4 separate regions of the Mus musculus genome follow, and regions 1, 2 and 4 are each linked to region 3. A link is a contact called in public HiChIP or PLAC-seq and promoter capture Hi-C data. All regions are on one chromosome and are shown on one strand. The core of a region is the stretch at or near the end of the contact, and the rest is flanking DNA. Distances in the headings are between cores, read along the strand shown.

Region 1 (2,700 bases), core at 68-2,567, 440 kb after region 3:
TTTTCTTTTCTTTTCTTTTCTTTTTTTTTCTTTCTGTTTTTATCGAGACAGGGTTTCTCTGTATAGCCCTGGCTGTCTTGGAACTCATTTTGTAGACCAGGCTGGCCTCGAACTCAGAAATCTGCCTGCCTTTGCCTCCCAAGTGCTGGGATCAAAGGCGTGCCCCACCACGCCTGGCTTAGGTTAACCATTCTTTATTTTCTCAAGATTTATTTCTTTATTGTATATAATAGTGTTCTGCTTGCATATATGCCTGCATGCCAGAAGAGGGCACCAGATCTCATTATATATTGTTGTGAACCACCATGTGGCTGCTGGGAATTGAACTCAGGTCCTCTGAAAGACAGGATCTGGAAGAGAGCAGGCAGTGCTCTTAACCTCTGAGACATCGCTCCAGCCCTAATCATTGTTATTCTAGAACTTATTTTAGATCATGTCTGTCAACATTTCAAACCTTCCACTGATCAAAGAAAATTTTTGTTTATTGAGACTGGGTCTCACGTACCCCAGGCTGTCCTCAAACTCCTGTGTAGCTAAGGCTAGCCTGGAACTACTGTGCCTCCTTCTTCATCTCCCAAGTGCTGGAATGATAGGTGTTTTTCAAAACTACCTTTTAAGGTTGGACATGGTGGCATACACCTTTAAACCCCACACTCAGAGATAGAGGCATGGGTATCTCTCTTAGTCTGGTCTACATAGCAACTTTCAGGATAGCTAGGACCCCAGGGAGGCTCAGTCTCAAAATAATAATAATAATAATAATAATAATAATAATAATAATAAAGGAGATCCTGCAGCTTCTGCCTCCCCAGTGCTGGGATTGGAAGATTAAAGTCGTAAACCTCCTACCCAGAGGCCCAGGGACATGCCACTCCTTCTCTTTTATTCCTTTCTGACTTGTGTTCAAACTCTCAAAATCTTACCAATAGGATGAATGAGCACATGACAACTTTTTCTGCATCCCTAGCTCAGTCAGCGCTCAGTACCTGGACAAAGAATGACTTGCTGAGCGGTGGTTGAGCACACCTTTAATCCCAGTATTTGAGGCAGACAGATCTCTTGAGTTCCAGGCCAGCCGTGTTACAGAGTTCCGGTACATCCAGGGCTGCACAGAGAAACCCTGTCTAAAAACAAAACAAAAACAAACCCACAAAACCCAAAACAACAACAACAAAAAGAATGACTGACCAGCAGATGCAACACACTAATTGTCCACAGAGAGAGCGGACTGGAAACCAGAAGGTGGCTGCCCCCCAACGCCCCTCCCTGGGCACGCCCCTAAGGGGCGGGGCTGTCTTGGGCGTGCGCGCTGGGGGCGGTGTCAGGCGGGGCAGGGCGGGGCCAGCAGCGCGCGGTGTCTCCCGCCCGCTTGGGTTGGGGTCGCGCTGGCTTCGGACTCAGCTCTCCTCGGTTGAGGCCATGGAGGACGATCGGAAGGACGCAGTCTATGGTAGGAGTAGCCTCCGGCCTGTAGGTCGCCTGTGCTGACTTGGGAAGGAGGGGGTTTTGAGGAAGGGCAACATCTGAGAGCCTTAAAACAAAACACTCGTGGCTGCAGGCAGTACGAAGGCCCTTCTGTCCGCGTCCTCAGGCCTCTGCATCCCGCGCTGGCTCAGCCGGAGCTCTTGGCCCTAGCCCAGGTTGTCCCCCGTGTCTCTTTTCGGGGATCTTCAAGCTTACTCCCTTCCTGAGCGATGAGCCGGGACTTATGGCGCATGCTCCTCGCCTGGAGGTCCCGTTATCTGGGAGAATTAGGTGATGGGCGGGGGAGGGGATGCGAGGCGATCTTAGCTTGGGGTGTGGGCAAGAATGGGGCCCGACCTCGCCACATGTCCCGTCTCCTTAAGACCCAAGTGTCCTCCACATCTTCGCCATTTACATCCAGAATAGCGACTCCAAGCTTAGTACTAGATGGGGAAACTGAGGCAAGGCTGAAGAGTCCCGTATAACTGGAATTAGGTGCCTAATGCGACAGGGAAGGTCAGAGACGAGGCGGGCAGGCGGGGAGCAATGCAGAAACTTTCCCTGCCTGTGCTGATTGTTGCAGGTGCCTGTAATTTTAAGGGTTCCAGGAGACCCGGACCTCAGTAAGGCCTGAGGTGGCCTTAGCCACTTGGAGCTGGGGGTGGGGCCAAGATGCGGATTTCTCACCCTACCCGACTCCGGGTTCCCACGGACTGGGTGTTGAACTCTGAGCCTCCTTCCTCTTATCTATTTTAGGTTCCTTGGGCCTAAATCGGCCACAAGCCTTAAGAGGCATAGCTGAGACTCTGGCAGAGGGGCTCTATCCCTCCCCCTGATATACCACTTTGTGTGACTGGAACTTCCTGGAAACTGCTAGACTCTAGAGTCTTGGGGAGGGGGCCGGAAATGGTTCAAAAATAACTAGAAAAGCAAGTAGGCTCTCTGCCTTCCTCCTCTTTCCTGGGTCTGTGCGGTCCAGGGGGAGGAAAAAAAAAGAATAGACAGGTCCCAGAGGCTGTGACACACCCTTCCTGGCCTAAAGGAAGGTAGCAAGACCTAGCCTTTCAGGGCTCTCCCAGCTTGAAGTTGCCAGCCCCCAGACCACTAGAAGGTCTGAAGCCCCAGGCTCTTGGGTTGCTGTGCAACTATTGAGTGCTTCTGGCTGTCTCTGGTGTGGGATTCTTGGTCTGGGAGCCTGAGTATGCTTGGGTATCACACCTGAGAGAATCTTTGGTC
Region 2 (2,700 bases), core at 189-2,688, 290 kb after region 3:
GATTCCCACTCGCTCTTTGCTCGTTCGCTCGGCACGGCGCTGAGGGAGGCGGGAGCGTGAGTCACGGCAACTCCGGATTTAGGTGCCGGAAGGGGGGTTCTGAGGGCGGGGGACGCGGGGAAAAGGCTCCGATTGTTTACTCGCCTGAAAACGTCAGGGGTGGGTTTCACCCTCCAATGCTCTCCTATCCCAGCTACCCCTCCCACCTGCCTCAGTTTACCTTTCGAAGAACAGCTTAAAGTCTTTAAAAATTAAAAGAAGAGGGGGCGGCGATTGGGCCAGCGGGATTCTCAGTGGGTAAGGGCGTTTGCCTCCAAGCTTGCCTATTTGAATTCGATTCCCAAGGCCCACTAGGGAATCGTTAGGAGAGAACTGACTTCTGCAGAATGTCCTCTGTCCTCTCCTATCCTCGGCATCTAATGGGTATTCGCAAGGACTGAGGGTGCACAGCTGGACCAAATCTTGCTGCAGTAGTTGAGATATGTAGCATTTGGATGATGAAGTGGGAGACTCGAGTTCCCATACACACACACACACACACACACACACACACACACACACACAAATAATGTAATTTAAAAATTCTGAAAGATAAGAGGTAGCGATACCTATATATTAGTCACAGGGGGACCCAAAGGGACACACTCCCATACCTCCAGATGCCTCCAGGCCGACCATACACCAACATGCGTCCTCAGTCACAGACAACTGAGGAAGAATCACGTGCACAACTCGCACCAGCATCCTCCCATTATAATGACAATACAGCGCCGGAGTGCGTGGGAAGGTGTGCACAGTCCTGGGCCACCGGAACAGACCCCACGGGACGCTCCGCCCTCCCGACGGGTCGTACACGTGCGCGCGCCTTCTTACACCCCCCCGACAGCAGCAGCGGGAGCAGTCACCACGTGCGCGCACACACTTCCAGGCGTCATCGAAAACATAGACAACCCTCGGAAGGGGCCACGTGCGCTCACATCCCGCCAGGCGGTGGAGGAGCCACACGCTGTCATTGGTCCTGCGTGCAATACTGTTAGCTTGCAGACACCGCGTCCTGGTGGCACGAGGACCACTCCCGCAAAAGGGGACCTGGGATAAAGGGTGACAGGGGTTCTAAAAACGAGGATACGACAGCCCCTGACTCCGCCCTAGCCTTGATGGATGCGGCTGAGTGACACCCCGCCAACCAGTCGGATGTCTTCGTCCCGATGCCATTAACCCTTTAACTCTTCGGTCCCTGTGCGTTGTTTGCTGCTCCAAAGGGCTCTTGGAGATTGGCGCGCGTTGGCGCCCCCTCCCCGGCGGGAATGGGTTGTGCGTGGGTGTGGAGGACCGCCACCCTCCTCTCCTTGGAGGAGGAGGGGGTGGCGCTGTGACAGTCGCCAGGCGGGCGGGCGGGTGGGGGGGCAGGGAGGGGCGGGCCGGGGCGGGGAGTCGCGGCTGGCGCCGGGTTCCGAGAGCGCAGCGGGCTCCAAGCGCCAGGAGGACACCGGCGCCGCCGCCGTCCGCGTTCTCCGTCCTTGGGCGCCATGGCCCCACTGAGGCCAGGAGCTCCCGTGGGTCCCCAAGCACCTCGGCCGTGGCGCCACTGAGCTCGGACAGGCCAGGGGACGTTTTTGCCCCCGGGCACCCCACAAGACAGAGCGGGAGCCATGGAGCCTCCGGCCGCCCCCTCGGAGAGGAGCCTGTCTCTCTCTCTTCCCGGGCCCCGAGAGGGCCAGGCCACCCTGAAGCCGCCCCCCCAGCACCTGTGGCGGCAGCCGAGGACCCCGATCCGCATCCAGCAGCGCGGCTACTCGGACAGTGCCGAGCGCTCAGAGCCAGAGCGCTCGCCGCACCGGCCCATAGAGCGCGCCGACGCCGTGGACACTGGCGACCGGCCAGGCCTGCGGACTACCCGCATGTCCTGGCCCTCGTCCTTCCACGGCACCGGTACCGGCGGAGGCAGCAGTAGGCGGTGAGACTCCCCCGGCGAGCGGAGCGCACAAGCGCTCGAGGGGCGCCACGCGCAATGCTGGCCAAAGGGGGCGCTGTGGGGCGGATGGGGGGGCCAGCGTGACCCGCGTGGGTGGAGAGAGGGGGCGCCACTGCACCAGAAGCCCTTTAACTTATGGGATACCCAGGGTAAAGTTGAGGGTCGGGGGGATCCATGCTGTTTTAGGGCTCTCTACAAGCTTAGCCAGTAATGGTACAGAGCAGCTGCTGGAATGGGAGTACCTCTTGGAGAGACTGACTGAGGCTGGACTAATTGTGGGGTGTCCTAGGGAACATTCGATAAGGGGTGACTGAAGAACCACGCTGGATACTTCCCATGGGGTAGCACACTAGACGCTAGTGGGTGGAGAATTGGATCAGGGCAGCCCTACAGTAGCTGGTGTTAGTCCAGGCTGTATTATGACTTGGAACAAGCCCTAGCCAGGCAGTTAGGGCTTCATGGCACCCCAAGGTGCCCCATGGACCTGTGCCAAGGGCATGTGAGGTCCCATCAAAGAAGAATTCCCACCTTTCTGAAGTGACAGATGAAGGTGTGTAGAGTAGCTGGGATTCCTGCCATGGTAGCCTCAGGGAGGGGTCTTCAGTTGTGTGTGACAGGCTGGGGCTGCCTGTACTTGGGGCTCTGCCTAACTCTGCTATGAAGACAGTGATTGTGACAGTGGCATTGTGCTTCTGGGCTTCTGTAACTGTCCCAGGGTGACTATG
Region 3 (2,700 bases), core at 165-2,664:
CCCAGGCGCGTGTTCAGGGTGAGACTGTGCTCGCGCAGTGCGCGCACCTCGTCCGCGAGCGCACCACCCTCCGCCGCACGCCTTTGCAGCGCGCGCAGCAGCTCCTCGTGGCGACCCAGGCGCATGCGCAGCGTGGCCAGTTCGCTGTCTTGGGTGGCTTCTGAGCTCCTGCAGACGGCGCTAGTTGCCTTCTGCGGGGACAAAACTAGGGTGACGCGGCAACGCGCGGCACCTCCGAGCGCCCTCCAAGCGCCCAGCAGAAGCAGCAGTTGCAGCTTGCGTAGCCTGGCGGTCCCCATGGCCGTCACCTGCAGTGAAGAGGAAAGAGACTACTGTTTTAGCCTAGACGGGTCCCAAAGCTCCAAGGTAGCCAAGGAGAGCTAAAGTATTGATCCCTGGGCGTCACTTCCTACGGTTGTACTCCACAACAGAGCTGGGCTGCAGCTCGCAGCGCAGATTGTCCGTTTACCACAGTTCATACAACAACCAGAATCATTTTACACCCCAAATCCCTCTCCATCCTCGGTTCCGGACACTTGGACCTGGTCACCTCTCCCCTCAGAACCTTCGGTGGCCCCCACTTAAAGAGAAAACTTCCATTTTGCGTGGGGGGCGGGGCGTGCAGGGGATGGAACATCCATCACTCATGCTGGGCCCCTCTTTTCTAATTTGAGACATGGTGTCACTAGTAGCCCAGTCTGTTACCGAACTAGGTTAGGATGCTACTGCCTGGGCCTCTTCATCCCTAGATGGCTTGTGTGTGCCACCATACCAGGTTAATATTCGTGACTCCCCACTCCTGCCCTGCAGAATTCACACCCAGGGCCCTATGCCACCACTCCCAGGCACTCGGGCACACACTTGGACCTGCTCAGAAGAAACCACAAGTGCAAAGGTCCTGGAATTGGATCTCATTTCAGATGTGCTGAAAAGAAGACATAGCAAAGAGGCCTGTGGGGTGGCATAGAAGGGAAGTGAGAGAGCCGTGGAAACTTCTGAGCTAGAGGCAAGGTACATCAACTACAGTGGCTGCTCATCAGGCGTCAGCTCCCAAGCACTGGGCAGTCTTGGGCACATGTGGCCGCCTTCGTTGGCAAGCTTGGAGTAAATGAGAGACCTGGGAGCCTCCCTGTGCCCCCCCACACACAACGTATACACACACACACACACATACACATACATACATACGCACATACATATACATGCACATACATAGACAACATACATACACACCCGTACACACACAATCAAGACCAGATGCACTCTACAAACAGCATCTACCTACATCCACTCCTACCCACTCTCACCTCTCACAGCCCAGACGCTGGCTCCAGTGAGGTTTGCGGCAATTCCACAAAATCTGAGGAAGGCCTGAAGGACCAGGACGAAGGACCGGGAGTCCTTCTGGGTGAGTATCTGGGTGCAGGAGACTGAAAAGACAGAAGCCGAGAGAAGACTTGGAAACCACCCATCCCCCAGAGCATGGATGGAGCCTGGGAGCACAGCAAGTGTAAATATTTAGTATTTCCAGTGTGAGAACCCTGGGCAGAATAGCCAGATCCCCTTGCCCAGGCCTCCGGAGCATGATAACAGAGGCCACTGCCCTACGAGTCTCTTCCTTTCTCTCAGGCTCACAGAGCATGGGAGGCCCTAGGCCCTGGTAGACTTGTGGGCTCCAGACTCAGACAACCATGACAATGATGATGTATCAGTGAGTACCCTGATGCCTGGCGCTGGGGACACCCTTAAAGGGGTAAAACTTTCTCATTTAACCCCAGCAGCCAGTAGAGGTGTGAGCCCCTGCCTAGAATCCCCCAGTGAGGGGCTGGGGGTGTAGCTCAGTAGTAGGACACTTACAAAGTCCTTGGTACCCAATATTGCCAGAAGAAACAAAACCTTAGGATGTGGTAGCACAGACTTAATCACAGTACCTGGGAGGCAGCAGCAGTTGGAGCTCTGTGAGTTCCAAGCCAGCCAGTGAGCCCCTGTCTTAAAAGGGAGTGGGAGTGGGTGTTAGATCGGAACTGATGAAGGCAACATGGAAATAAAAGCCAGCATCAGCTCAACAGAGCAGGCAGTCCTTTACTAGAGAAATGGAGATTGTACGAGGGGCAGGGGGCTTGGAATGTTAGAGGACACAAAAGGGAACATTGCGGAGGAAGATTTTATCTGAGGGTTGTTTTATGTTGACTTATTAGTCGTTAGTCTTCTCCTGGCTCCTGCCTGCAGATGCTCTCATTACTATGTTGGCTTTCTTGTCAGACAAGATGTTTCTGTCCATATGCTACCCAGCAAGTTTTGGAGCTGTCCGAGGCTCTTTGCTTTAGATCCTTGTCTTAGTCATGGTTCTTCTGCTGTGAAGAGACACCATGACCAACTTATACAAGAAAGCATTTAATTGGGGGCCTGGTTACAGTTTCAGAGGGTGAGTCTATAACCATTATGACAGGGAGCATGGCAGCAGACAGACAGATAGACAAACATGATCCTGGAGCAGTAGCTGAGAGCTTGCATGCTACACATAAGCAGGAAGCAGAGGAGTGACCTTTTTGTTTGGCTTCAGACCCTGGGACAGGGGACAGTGTGTGTGTGTGCACACACACACGCGAGCATGCACATGTTTTGCATACCAAAGCAGACCTGGCTTCTTTTTTTTTCTTTCTTTCTTTTTTGTTTCTTTGGTTTTTCAAGACAGGGTTT
Region 4 (2,700 bases), core at 14-2,513, 360 kb before region 3:
TGACATCCAGGGGCACTGCACTCAAGGCAGAAACCCACACCCCACACATAAACAGATAACAACTTAAAATAGATTAAATAACAGCAAAAATGCCTTAAAGAGGTCTTGGTTTATAGCTCAGTAAGAGAGCTTACTAAACATGCACAAAGCCCTAGATTCAATTCCCACTATTAGAAAAACAAAGAAACTTTGAAAAGATCTTAGATGCAAAAACACCCAAAAACTTATAACAATGAAGAATTCTGATTTCACACAAAGAAGATATTAGATAATATTAATTTTTTATTATCTTGGCTGAAAGATCAGTATTTACGGTCTTACTGGGTCAGTATCTTCTTTTTTTTTTTTTTTAGAAAATGTATTACCCCGTTATGTAAAAAAATCATGCCTGAAATTCCCAACCTATTCTCAAATAGTTCAACATAAACTGTATTTTAATTTTCCTTGAAAAACCAACCAGTTTAATCAGTACTAACCTAACAAAGCCTCCATTTTTTAAAGTCTGCAAGGAGGCACAGGCCTACAACATTCAGACAATAGCTAACTATTTGGGCTAGGGTGTAGCTCAGCAGGAGAGTGCTTAGCATCATGAGGCTCTGAGTTGCGGCCCCAGCATCAAATCAAGAGTAACTTGTTATCCTTACTTTTCTTCAACACAAAGACCCGGGTCTTTGTACGTTTATATTTATATACAGATAAATGCACTCTGCGAAAGTCTACAACGAAGTTGCCTTTTTAAAAAAATCAGAATGCAATGTGTCTCAGGTAAACATAGGTCCCACGAAAGCGAAATAATCGGATAAAGCATTCCTTTCCATACACACACAAAAAGAAAAACAAGAGGAAAAGGCTGCCCTCACCCACCTTTCAGCCAAAGCTCGGCTCCCCCAAACAGAATCGCCCGGTCCAAGAATGGAAAATGCAGCGTCTCAATGTGATACCAATGGCGAAAAGTCTATTCTTTCTGGGGAGGAAAATAATTCCACGAAGGTTACTTTACACCGGCTTTAGAAGAAAGGTGGGTGCAAACAGCTCAGGGCTGAGTCGGGATGCGCACTCGGGCCGCGGCACCCGGGAAGGCTGCAGAGCCCGGGAAGCCGCGGGACCCCGCGAGCAGAGCTCGGCCCGCCTCCCCGCACAGGCCTACCGAGTCCTCGCCCTCCCCGCGCCGCCCCCGCAGCTCCTCACCGAATCCTCACCGAGCGCTGCGTGGAGAGCCCTCGGACAAACGCCGAGAAGGACTCAGAGCTCGGAGAAAAGGGGGGGCTGGCCGTGACGTCACTTCCATTTCCGGCTCGGAGTTCTCAGCCACGTTGGAGCTCTCCAAGCTGGAGAGAAAAACTTGTTTGTTCCAGCGTCCCGACAGTTGCACCCTTTTTCGGGTGGGTTCATAAGGGGCGTTGAGACAGGAAAAGAGCCGAGAGGTCGAGATCAGAAGCGAGACCTTGAAGGGGGAGCAGTGCGGGGGCGGGGCGAGAGGCGGGACCAGGCCGGGGTGCGCCTCGGTTGATGGCGGACCGGTGGGGCGAGGATGGGTGTGGGGACGCCCCGGTGGAGATGCTGCTGACAAAAGCTTTTCTCTCCCGCCTCTCCCTCACGCTCGCGATGCCCTTAGCCATGTTGCACAATCTGCCAACCCAGGAAAAATGATCCGTTTGGTCCATTCAGTTAGTGCTGTCTCCAGACACCTTTATGTCGACCTGTCTTTGTGTGTCTCTGGACTCTGCTAACACCTCAGTCCTTGATTCCATCACGTTTTCACCACCCAGGGCTGTTAGTAGAGCCCGGACTAGCATCACGAAGCCCTGGGATCCATCGCCAGTACCGTAGATGGTACTAGTGGTGCTTGGGAGAAGAAGACAAAGTTCAAGGCCATCCTTGGCTACATAGTAAATTCAAGGCCAGTCTGTCTGGGATACATGAAACCCTGTATCCAAAATGCTTAGTTCCTAACATCTTTTCCTGATTTTTCGTGATAATGGGGTGTGTGTATGTGTGTGCATGGTTTAACAGAGTAAGCAGGCATGTACATGGCAATGTATGGAGGTCAGGGGACAACTTTCAGGCGTCCGTTATCACCATGGGTTTCAGCAATGGAAGTCAGCTTCTCTTTCACCCACTGAGCCAGCTTTTTGGCCCAAACGACTTAATTTTTAGAGACAGTTTAACAGCTTGGGTGTTTTCTATTTTTGGAATAATTCAGAGTAAAACTAGGTCAGGCATAGTGATATGCACCTTTAACAGCCCTCAGGAGGCAAACACAAGTGGATCTCTGTGAGTTCAAGGCCAGAAAGAGTTATAAACTACTTCATAGTTTCACATGGATCCTATATGGATACTAGCTTTGTGTGTGTGTGTGTGTGTGTGTGTGTGTGTGTGTGTGTGTGTGTCTCATATGGCTGTGACTGTGAATATAAGACATGAACCTAGAAAGGGGACCATGAATGGGAGATCAAAAGATGTTTTAAAGAAATGGAGAAGTTGGTCTGGAGAGATTGCTCAGTGGTTAAGAACCTTTGTTGCTCTTCCAAAGGACCCTGGTTCAGTTCCCAGTACGCATATGGCAGCCTACAAGTGTCTGTAACTCCTTTTCCAGTATACCTGATACCTCTTTTGTTCTCCATGGACATGAGACAAGCATGCAATGCCCAGACATACATGCAGGAAAAGCACCCATACATCAATAATAATAATAAATAG

What was found. Promoter capture Hi-C pulls out the DNA fragments that hold promoters and counts their contacts. HiChIP or PLAC-seq counts read pairs in DNA pulled down with a chosen protein or histone mark.
Region 1: a promoter capture Hi-C map of pre-B cells shows a contact between it and region 3, with 4 times the contacts expected there. The contact joins the promoter of Slc44a2 here to the promoter of Angptl6 in region 3. A contact is called at or near these places in 3 of 39 promoter capture datasets (erythroid cells, liver and pre-B cells) and 2 of 9 other capture datasets (adipose tissue and liver).
Region 2: an H3K27ac HiChIP or PLAC-seq map of microglia shows a contact between it and region 3, with 6 times the contacts expected there. The contact joins the promoter of Pde4a here to the promoter of Angptl6 in region 3. A contact is called at or near these places in 7 of 39 promoter capture datasets (the C10 cell line, cranial neural crest, embryonic stem cells and 4 more), 1 of 15 datasets of contacts at CTCF or cohesin (the NIH/3T3 cell line), 4 of 484 Hi-C or Micro-C datasets (bone marrow-derived macrophages, embryonic stem cells and regulatory T cells), 8 of 115 datasets of contacts at active chromatin or transcription factors (bone marrow-derived macrophages, craniofacial prominence, embryonic limb bud and 4 more) and 3 of 9 other capture datasets (adipose tissue, liver and pancreatic islet).
Region 4: a contact with region 3 is called in a promoter capture Hi-C map of second pharyngeal arch cranial neural crest. The contact joins the promoter of Zfp266 here to the promoter of Angptl6 in region 3. A contact is called at or near these places in 2 of 39 promoter capture datasets (pre-B cells and second pharyngeal arch cranial neural crest) and 1 of 9 other capture datasets (embryonic stem cells).

What each region holds. Positions count from the first base shown.
Region 1 is chr9:21,319,402-21,322,101 of GRCm38.p6, forward strand. Slc44a2 (solute carrier family 44, member 2) reads left to right here and starts at 1,318. Exons shown (of 23, transcript NM_001359227.1): 1 at 1,318-1,450. The coding sequence starts at 1,420. It overlaps Gm39302 (predicted gene, 39302), which reads right to left and starts at 1,713. Exons shown (of 2, transcript NR_166671.1): 1 at 1,189-1,713.
Region 2 is chr9:21,164,276-21,166,975 of GRCm38.p6, forward strand. Pde4a (phosphodiesterase 4A, cAMP specific) reads left to right here and starts at 1,439. Exons shown (of 15, transcript NM_183408.3): 1 at 1,439-1,957. The coding sequence starts at 1,653. It overlaps Gm36118 (a long non-coding RNA gene), which reads right to left and starts at 1,393. Exons shown (of 3, transcript XR_870565.1): 1 at 654-1,393.
Region 3 is chr9:20,878,296-20,880,995 of GRCm38.p6, forward strand. Angptl6 (angiopoietin-like 6) reads right to left here and starts at 1,415. Exons shown (of 6, transcript NM_145154.2): 1 at 1,308-1,415; 2 at 1-308. The coding sequence starts at 299.
Region 4 is chr9:20,520,156-20,522,855 of GRCm38.p6, forward strand. It overlaps Zfp266 (zinc finger protein 266), which reads right to left and starts at 1,264. Exons shown (of 9, transcript NM_001082485.1): 1 at 1,189-1,264; 2 at 865-964.